Linked DNA regions of Mus musculus: all the other regions are linked to region 3. Evidence: chromatin contacts called from public Hi-C and HiChIP or PLAC-seq data. All regions are on one chromosome and are shown on one strand. The core of a region is the stretch at or near the end of the contact, and the rest is flanking DNA. Distances in the headings are between cores, read along the strand shown. Region 1 has its middle 22 kb from the start of Gm46017. Region 2 overlaps Akap13 (A kinase (PRKA) anchor protein 13). Region 3 overlaps Akap13 (A kinase (PRKA) anchor protein 13).

Evidence for each region. HiChIP or PLAC-seq counts read pairs in DNA pulled down with a chosen protein or histone mark. A called contact is a pair of places that touch in the nucleus more often than the background predicts.
Region 1: a Hi-C map of liver shows a contact between it and region 3, with 1.5 times the contacts expected there. The contact joins two enhancer-like sites. A contact is called at or near these places in 1 of 15 datasets of contacts at CTCF or cohesin (the NIH/3T3 cell line), 9 of 484 Hi-C or Micro-C datasets (CD4 T cells, CD8 T cells, bone marrow-derived macrophages and 4 more) and 5 of 115 datasets of contacts at active chromatin or transcription factors (T-cell acute lymphoblastic leukemia, bone marrow-derived dendritic cells, extraembryonic endoderm stem cells and 2 more).
Region 2: a CTCF HiChIP or PLAC-seq map of the NIH/3T3 cell line shows a contact between it and region 3, with 13 read pairs. The contact joins two enhancer-like sites. A contact is called at or near these places in 1 of 15 datasets of contacts at CTCF or cohesin (the NIH/3T3 cell line), 1 of 484 Hi-C or Micro-C datasets (uterus), 1 of 115 datasets of contacts at active chromatin or transcription factors (intestinal villus epithelium) and 2 of 9 other capture datasets (adipose tissue and liver).

The regions. Positions count from the first base shown.
Region 1 is chr7:75,414,040-75,417,077 of GRCm38.p6, forward strand. No RefSeq gene overlaps it. Among named protein-coding and RNA genes, the nearest start is that of Gm46017, 22 kb to the right of the region's middle. Within about 2 kb of position 1,667, at least 71 of the 459 cell types and tissues checked have an H3K27ac peak or open chromatin away from gene starts, as enhancers often do. A contact at or near this core is called in heart atrium, liver and uterus, where this site is marked.
Region 2 is chr7:75,641,125-75,644,127 of GRCm38.p6, forward strand. All of the region lies in intron 8 of Akap13 (A kinase (PRKA) anchor protein 13), which reads left to right. Among named protein-coding and RNA genes, the nearest start is that of AU020206, 140 kb to the right of the region's middle. Within about 2 kb of position 1,462, at least 228 of the 459 cell types and tissues checked have an H3K27ac peak or open chromatin away from gene starts, as enhancers often do. A contact at or near this core is called in the NIH/3T3 cell line, adipose tissue, liver and 1 more, where this site is marked.
Region 3 is chr7:75,524,319-75,527,360 of GRCm38.p6, forward strand. The region is part of intron 1 of Akap13 (A kinase (PRKA) anchor protein 13); the gene reads left to right. Among named protein-coding and RNA genes, the nearest start is that of Akap13, 70 kb to the left of the region's middle. Within about 2 kb of position 1,568, at least 38 of the 459 cell types and tissues checked have an H3K27ac peak or open chromatin away from gene starts, as enhancers often do. A contact at or near this core is called in the NIH/3T3 cell line, adipose tissue, heart atrium and 2 more, where this site is marked.

The DNA of each region.
Region 1 (3,038 bases), core at 417-2,916, 110 kb before region 3:
ACGTCATCCAGCTGTGAAGCCCATACTTAGAAATTTAGGGAAATGAAGCTGTGGACCAGAAGCTCAAGCCCCGCCCCATCGTGGTTGAGGAGGCAGCTGATCCAAGCTACCCTGTGCAGTGGCACCAGCTCTTGGTGTGTGCTGAGATGCAGCTCTGGAGAATCCTGGGTCTGGTCATTTTATCGCTAACAACTGCCTGGGGGTTCAAACTCACATAAAGCAATGATCATAGGCATAGTGTCTGTCTTGTGGGTAGGTTAGAGTTTTAACTCTTTTTTTTTTTTTTTCCAACAAGCCAGTTTGGGTAGATGGCTAGCATTTGTTTACGTTTCCAAGGCCCGCAACAGGTAGTAACATACCGATGTAAGATTGACCTCATTCAATTGCCCAACAGCCTCTGCTCTTGTTATCTCATTACCTGAGCACAATGCCTTCCTGGTGTGCAGAGAGTTAATGAGGTCACCATCCCACACAGGAGAGCTTTTATTCCAGGGCTGGGCTTCTGCTGGGGCCTCTTCTCCCTGCTTTAGCCACCTGTGGTCACTCCTTCACATCCATTGGCTGTCTTTGGTGAACAGGCTATTGTTCTGTGGATGTTTTAAATGGCCCCTTTTGCCTATTTTTATTTCTTCTAATTAGGTCAGCAGCTTCTTGGGGACAAAGATTCTTTTACTTATTTGACACCTCACCCATAATGCATAGCATTCTCTTTGTATCCAATAGGTAGTCAGGCGTGCATTGTTGGCTGACTTATTTTCTCTGCCTCACCACCAACATAAGAGGAAAAAATAATCAAGCAGAAAGGGAAATGAATGAGCAATGGTCTAGATGTCTTTAGCTTCAGAAAAATTAATAGTTCTCTCTGCATTTTTATGGAGGATTCTTACTTGACGGTCACATTTTCCTACACATTAATGACGTTTTTGGTTGTGTTCTGGTGATAGTTGTTGTTATTGTTGTTGAGGCAAGATCTCACTTACTCTAAGCCCAGGATTCCCTGCAGCCCATGCTAGCCTAGAACTCACAGCGATCCTTCCACTTCCAGCCCCTCCAAGTGTTTACGTTACAGACACGATATCATCCCCTATACCAGCATTTTTTTTTTAAAGACAAGATTCCTTGTAGCCCAGGATGGCCTCAAACTCCTGATCTTTCTGCCTCTGGGATTCTATGCTTACAACACCATACCCAGCTATAGTGACTTAGTTTTGTTTTGTTTTGAAACTGGGTCTCATTATGTATCTTGGGTTGTCCTGGAACTTACTCTGTAAACCAGGCTAGCCTTGAACTCACAAGAGCTCTGCCTTCTTCGTCCTCCTGAGTGCTGGGGTTAAAGCTGTACACAGCCCTGACCTTGCAGCTATGTTGACTTTTCTAAACAAAGTGAAAGCCTTACTGAGTGCTAGGTTCCTTGTAGACATCCCTGTTTTATTTATCCTCACAGTAACAACCATCAACAATAACTGGTTTTATCATTATTGAGATTGACTGTCTGGGATATGAAGGAATTGCCCCAAAGCTTTCTGTCTGAGAACTAATGGAAGTGAGACTCAAGGCCAGTGGAATTCCAAAGCCCAAGGTTTTCCACTCCACTGCCTGTCCCGAGGCTCTGTCCCATGGTTTTCTGGCCCATCCCTTTCATTCCTTTTCTGTTTGACTGGCTTATCTGTAAATTGCGTAACACAGACTCCAGGGAAGTCTGATAATAGCTTTGAAAAGGGAGCACGTGGACTGAATGACAGCAACAAAGGGAAAGAGCATAGTTTACTGATCCCTTGTGGTAACCAGGTAGTTACTAGCCCTTTCCCAGTAACCAGGCTGTTTCTAGGCCCTTCATGGTTTTTGTTTTGGTTTTGTGTTTTGAGACAGAGCCTGCCTGGTAAAGCCCAAGCTGGATTCAACTGGCTAGATGGCTGAAGATCTTGGTTTTCTGACCTTCCTGCCTCACTTCAGGAATTACAAGTGTGCAACACCACACCCCATTTATTGATTCAGCTTACAGTCCTGAGATTCAAATGAGAAAGCTGAAGACCAGGAAGTCACATGACTTGTTCTTCAGCCCACAGGTCTTAGGTAATGGAATCACAACCTCACCCCAGAACTAATACGGAAGCAGAGTAGAAAATAGGAGATTAAATAAAATGCACACTTCGTGGTTTAGGGTGCTGTCTTTAGAGGGTTCTAGTGTCTCGTGCCATACAGGTTAGTCTGAGTGCATCAAGATTCTAAAATCTATGAGCTTCTGACACTGAAAATATTGGACACTTTCTCTGATGTGGTTCACTGAAGCTCAAGGAGGAAGCGCAAGAGGTCACAGGCCAAAGCCACATGTCCGACCAATCTCATGGTTCAGAGATGCTGCTGCTCACACATCCTTCTTGGTGACAGGAGAACCCAGAAAGCACCGGCTGCACTGAATGACCTTGGACTCTCCACAGACCACGTCCCAGGAAGAGATCTGGTCTGAAGCATCCTTTGGCTATGGAGCACACTATATGGACAGCTCCCAAAACAAGATTAAAAGAATTCCTTTTGGATCACAGATACAGGGGATAGTTGCTTTCTCTTCTTAGCAGTCATTCATTTGTTCCTGGCAAATGAACCCCATATGTTTGTACTGTTTGTAAATTGACACTCCCCACCCTTGGCAGGCAACTGGACTCAGCCAATCACAGCCATTTGTTCCCTTTTTCTAGTTTCTATCTCCTGTAAACCATAAGGGCAGATTATAATTATTACTAGTATTATTTGGCTGGGTTTTCTAAAGTGTGTGTGTATGTACACTTTTGGATGCCAGTCCATTTTAGAAACAGAATAATCTCAGTGTCCCACAAAGGAACACAAAACCAATTCAAAAGGAGCTTGGTAAGTCATTTATTTGGGGGAAAAGAGTGTTTCAAGGTCCAAATTGGTCTAGTGAGCACCATGGCCAAGAAAGTCTTTTATCCCTGCCTCTCATCCCATTTGTGGGAGTTGACCTTCACAATCTAACTCCATTGGCCTATTGGTGCAAAGGAGGAGGTTCAGGAACTAGGACT
Region 2 (3,003 bases), core at 212-2,711, 120 kb after region 3:
ACTGTCTACGGTGCCGGTGTGAGCGAGGCTTGCTCTCTAGAGCACCAGAAAGAGGACATTGTCCACCTTCATGCTTTTAATGGACCTGTGGTGGGATCAGGATGAGGCTTGTGTTAGAGGGAGCTGAGACAGTGGTGTTTGGGTAGACAGATGGGTAAGTGAAGAACTGGCCACCTTACCTGGGTTTGCTCCGTTGCTTTCTCCTAAGCAGACTAGCCTCCTTAAACACCTGGCCTGAGGAAATGGTGACTCATTAGACCTTCGTTACCCTTTCACAGCTTCAAAAAGAAAACACCTTTCACCAACTTTGCTTGCATTATTGAGAGAAACTGTAGTATTTAGTCCCTTCACTTCCTTTCTGTTGTGGTGTTTAAGGTTGTACACTCACATTCTCCAAATCCGTGTAAGGGGCTGCACTCTGTCCCCTTAGAGAGAACGTAGGACTGCTTCTCCCGGAAAGCATTAGAATGCTGTTTCCCTTGTTTGGTGTTGCTTTTGGCACAGAGTCTCTTTATATAACCCTGTCTGTCATGGAACTCATGTCATGGATCAGGCTATCCTCGAACTCACAGAGGTCTGCCTGCTCTGTCTCCATAGTGCTGGGATTAAAGGCATGTCCGTACCTAGCCCACTGTGGGTTTATTTTAGGGTTTTGTTTTAACCCCCTTTTCTATTCTTTCACCTCTCTTTTCTGCTTTTTGCTTCCTTGATTCCTCTTCCTCTTTACCCCTCCAATGTTTATTACAGTCCCCAGTGTCTAAAAATGAACGACTGTGTCTGCTCCTGAGGCATAGGAGACTGGCAACTGGAGAGGTCTGGAGAAGCAAGAAAACAGGCAAATGAAGTCACATAGTCCCATGATTGAGAGGTGTGACAGGCAAGGCGGTCTCAGCCACGTGACTCTTCTTAGTCCCAAGAGTCCTAAGAGACATGCGTACATTCATCCTATGCCATCTCTTTAACTTTCTTTAGAACTTTCTCAGACCCCAGATGAGACAAAACCTTAACTTGTGATGACTTCTAACCCTTGCCAGACATTTTTGTAGCTAATTCTACATCCTAGAGACATAACTCTGAAATATTTGGCTAACATTTTTCTGATATTAAATCATTCCTTTGCATTCTGCAGGGAGATGCTGTATACGCCTTGGCTGGATTCAGGGTCTCTGTGTCTTTCCTGAATGCCAAGGCTGTAGTACAGACTAGTAGTGTTTAGTATAACACCGCCTTTCTTTATTAGCATACTACTGGCATCAAAGGGACTGAGGTCGTTCCTTGCGGTGTCTGACAGAGCCTTTTTCACTGGGGACTTGTAAGGAGGAGGAGGAGCAGGAGGAAGCCTGTTGGAAAAGGAAGCCTTGTTTTTTCTCTTAGTCTGTAGATGATTCATGTTCCCACCACTGCAATTAGGTTTCCAAACCTCCAAGGCTGCTGGTGCAGGTCTGAAAGGGCAAGTAATGACGATCTTGAGAGAGCAGGGTAAAGGGTGTGGAGGCTGCGGAGGGAGGGACTGGCTAGCTAGCGGCAGCCAGCTAGGGAGGGAGGGAGGGAGGACATCTGGGGGAGTGGTCTATTTTCCTTGTACTCGGCCGGCTGGCTGTCCTTAGATATTTTCAACTTAAGTCAAAATCCAGCCCTGCTGCTGAAGAGCTGGAGACTGGCTAAAAAAGTGGATACTCTAGAAAATACCTCCAGATTTTTTTTCTCCCCCCCCCCCCCCCCGCCTCCATATAGGTTTCTTGCCTTTGTTGTTTTAAGGAATTCTCTCGTGCCATCACTTTGAAATAGCCACCTTCCTTTTAAAAAAAAAAAAAAAAACCTTTGTCTTCGTGGCTAAGTGCTTACTGGCTCTGGGTTTTCTGCATACATGTGCCAACCATTATGCTTAGCCAGTTCGTCCTTAATTTTTCTACTGGAGTTCTCGGCAGTGATGGAAAAGATCTGTGCTTCTCTTTCAGTCAAGATCTGCACAGCAGCGATCTTACTGCAGACTGCTTTTATTATGAATTATAAACTCGTCTCCGTGCTCTGAAGTTGCCAGAAAGTTCCCACTTAGTTCACAGATTTGGAGTCTGCTTTTTTTTTTTTTTTTTTTTTTTCCTTAACCCGAGAGTTTTCTATATAGAGGAATCTGGAAGCAGAAGTCTCCTCCCGCCCACTGTGAGAATTTGGAATTTCGGACCTGTGTGAGCACATTGGTCCCTGGATTCAGCAGATATCCGTCTACATTTTGTCTCTTCTTTTCTGCATCTGTACAAAATGTATGAGCGGCACAAAAGGCGCTATAGCCTGTGTGACATCTCCAAGGTGGACAGGACTGTCGATGTGGTGTTGCTGAAGGTAAGAAGGGGCCACACCTCATACAGTTTCAACATCTCAGGAAGACTTCTCTCTGTACCCTTACTGCCCGGTCTTGATCCTTCCTAAACTAGGATGAAGTGTGAGAAAGCCTGAGCTAACAGTGACAGAAGATCAAGGGGGTGGGGGGGTGGGGGATTTAAAGTTCTTTAAAGGCATGTCTGAACAGAGACTGTGTCTGTGTGTGTGTGTGTGTGTGTGTGTGTGTGTGTGTGTGTGTGTGTGAGAGAGAGAGAGAGAGAGAAAATGAATCTGCAACAAAGCACTTATTACTAAAATAAAATTTTACTTGTTCTAAGTAGAATCTAAATAATCACAAAGGAGGAATTCATTCTCAGAGCTGCCCTTTTGCTAGATGCCTCTGTTTTTCTGTTGCTTGCCCCATCCCCACACCTCAATTCCACCTCTCTTTCTCTGTGAGCTTCCTTTTCTGTCCGTCTCTTTGTCCCTTTGTCTGTGTAGGTCTTTGGTCTTTCCTATCCATCTGCTCTTCTCCTGTCTCTCAGTCTTAGTTTTCCAGGGAAACAAGAAGTCAGGATTCTGTTGGTACTGTCTCTAGTTGACTCTTTTCCTGCCTTAGCTTCTGACCAGTGATGAGCTGCATTTACATTTGTTTGATTTCACATCGTTAGTAAGGTTGGGTGT
Region 3 (3,042 bases), core at 318-2,817:
GGGACCCAATTCCCTCTTCTGGTGTGTCTGAAGACAGCGGCAGTGTACTCACATACATATAACTAATTTTTCTTTTTTTTTTTTTAAGTCCCATTGGAAGAGTTACTTTTCATTTAAGTTGGGTGGTAGTGGTACAAACCTTTAGTCTCAGCACTCAGACGCAGAAGCAGGTGGATCTCTGTGAATTTGAGGTTACCCTGCTCTACAGAGCGAGTTTCAGGACAGCCAGAGACCCTATCTCAAAAAGCTAACCAAATAAACAAAACACCCAAATAGGAAATTGCTGAAAGTATTGGAATTCTCATTTCAGTAGCATTTTCAGTTCATTAGGACACTCACAGATATTTTACGTTAAGTCTTATTAGTAAACACAGGTCCTTCTGACTTTGAGATTATTTTGTAAGTTGACATCTCTCCTGATTTTCAGTGTCATTGTTCCCCAAATATTGTGGAATCATCTTTGAGTAGAATATTTAGCCACAAGAGATGTTTTTCTTAGTTTAAAGGCTAATGTTATTTGCTTTTAGCTTGTTTGTGACTTCTTTAGCCTTCTATTCTACTTGTGTAATTCAGTTGATGGTGCTTTTGTTATGTGTCCAAGCTGGTAGGCCCCCATGGCTCTGTTATGCCAGGCCCAGCAAGATAAGCCACAAATAGGACTTGGGATGTGTCCTGGTAAGGGCTGTTTAGGCAGTCCAGGTGGCTGATAACTTGGCCCATTAGGCTGCTTATTTTTGAGATAGAAGGGAGGGGAGAGTGGAGGAAGTATAAAGGCATGGCTTTGGCAGTCTCTTAACTGGATATCTATTTTAACCCCTGTAGAAATCAATTTACATGTTTCACAGCTGAGTATGAATTTTCTAAATTTAAAGTGTGTTCTTACTACCATAGGGATAAATGTCAGCACTTAACTGAATTTGTGGGATTTCTCTCCCTTTTCTGGATGCCTAGGTCACTTAACAGTTTCCTTTCCTTTGGATGACAGGATACAGCTGTTCTCACTTGTAGAATGGCCTTCTCCATTGTGGGAGTTTCCTTCTCCATTGGGATATTTGCAAAGCAACAAAAACATTATTTGTAGGAAATCATAGGCTTTGTAAATATCAAAAGATAACTGAAGTGGTGAACTTGTGTATTCCTGTCCCCAGAGGTTGTTGCATCTGTCATGTGAAAGCCTAATACAGGGTGAGATAGCACCCAGCCTTCCCTTTTGCTCCAATAGTGTCTGCTTAGAAGAGCCTTCCATTCTATTTCTGTCTTGTCTCTGGAAGAGCCATGACAGGCACAGAAATTCAGATTCATTTGTTTTTGAAGTTAATCCCAGATTTTTCTTTCTTTTTTAAAAAGACTTTTACTCTTTGACAGTTTTATCCATGTATATATCTTGATCATACTTATCCCCCATTTCTTCCTAGAAGTCATTAAACACCTCTACTTTATACCTTCATGCCTCTTTCTCCTTTTCTTTTCTTTTTTTGTTTTAACCACATAGTCTAATTAGCACTGCCCGCTGGAATAGTGGCTAATGTTCTTGACTTAACTTCATGCATGTGACCGTAGCTGCGTTGCAGATTCATGAGTGCAGTGGCCAGGTCATGGCCATGTCAGCTTTCAATGGCATTCCTCCCTAGCCTCTGTCTGTTACATAATGTAATAAGAAATCATTTCTGTCCCTGCTTCAAGGAAATTTCCTGAGCTCTAATGGTAGAAAGGGTTATATGTGATCACTCAGCAGTCACTTATTGTAAACAATATGACCAGTTATGAACATACAAGGTTCAGTACTGGATAAGATTGATGTCTTTCCCCTGGCAGCTGCCTGCACAGCATCATCTAGCACTATGAAAACTAACCATGAAGGAATGAAGTTTTTAAGTCAGTTTTAGATTTCTTTCTGTCTGTTTTGCAACCAAAGTGTGTTGTGGTTTTGGCAATAGGATTTTATGATTTAGTTCTGGAGGACGGCCAAAAGCAATGGCAGTAACCTATACTGCCCTCTCTGATCAGTAACTTGTAGGACTGTATCCCAGCTGGCACTGAGACTTTTGTTTAATAACTCATTTCTCCTGGAAGCAGCATTGTCTACTCACACAGGGTATTTAGAGTCAAACCCTTTTGAAAATATTTTTAGAAACTAACTTACAGAATATTATGTCTCTATGAGCACTTTTCATAGCCCTTGGCTTTGGTCTGCTCCTCTCCCACTCCTCCTCTCCCCTGTACCTCCACCTCCACTTTTAACCCCAGTCTTCCCACTCCTATATCTTGTATCACTTGTGCACTACCATCTCCTTACCTCTTCAGACCTCTTCCTGCTCAGTCTCATGGACCCTTTGTCAAGTTTTCTTATTTGCTTGTTTGTGGTGGTGGTGTTAATAGCATTTATTTAGGTGCTCAGCATTGCGGGATGATATGGCACATGTGTGGTATTGGTGAGAAGGGCACTACAGAGCGAATACCTTTATAATGTATAGCATATTTAATAGATTACTGTTTCTGTTTACTCAACAGCATCTTGGGCATTACCCTGTACTTATGATTGTGGATTAATTAGCATTAGATGTTAGAATGTAGGAATTGATTATAATGTAAGAGTCGCCATGAAATGCTTGTCACATCATTTATACCAGGTGTGAGGAACAAGAACTTAACTTATTGAGTATTTCCTTATTGCCCACCACAGAGTTAAAAATTTTACACACCTTTGTTATTTGTCTCTATTTTACAAATAGAAAGGTAAAATATGGTAGAGCCTTCCCCACAACATGAGAGTCTCAAGCATAAACACTGCATTCTACAAACCAGGCCATGGCAGTTATTAAGTATATGTAGTTTACACCGACTGTGTATAAGCCACTTCATGGGGATAAATACTCTAGAAAAAGTAAGGTGGGTCACATGCATCCCCAAAATGGAGCATATAGTGTTGTCCTTCGGAGATGTCTTTTGAGTCTTGACTTGTCACTCTTAGTGTTGTGCCCCAGAAATACTTAAGAAAAGAGATTGACACCTCAAAATAAGCCCTTTAAAAGACTGCTTATT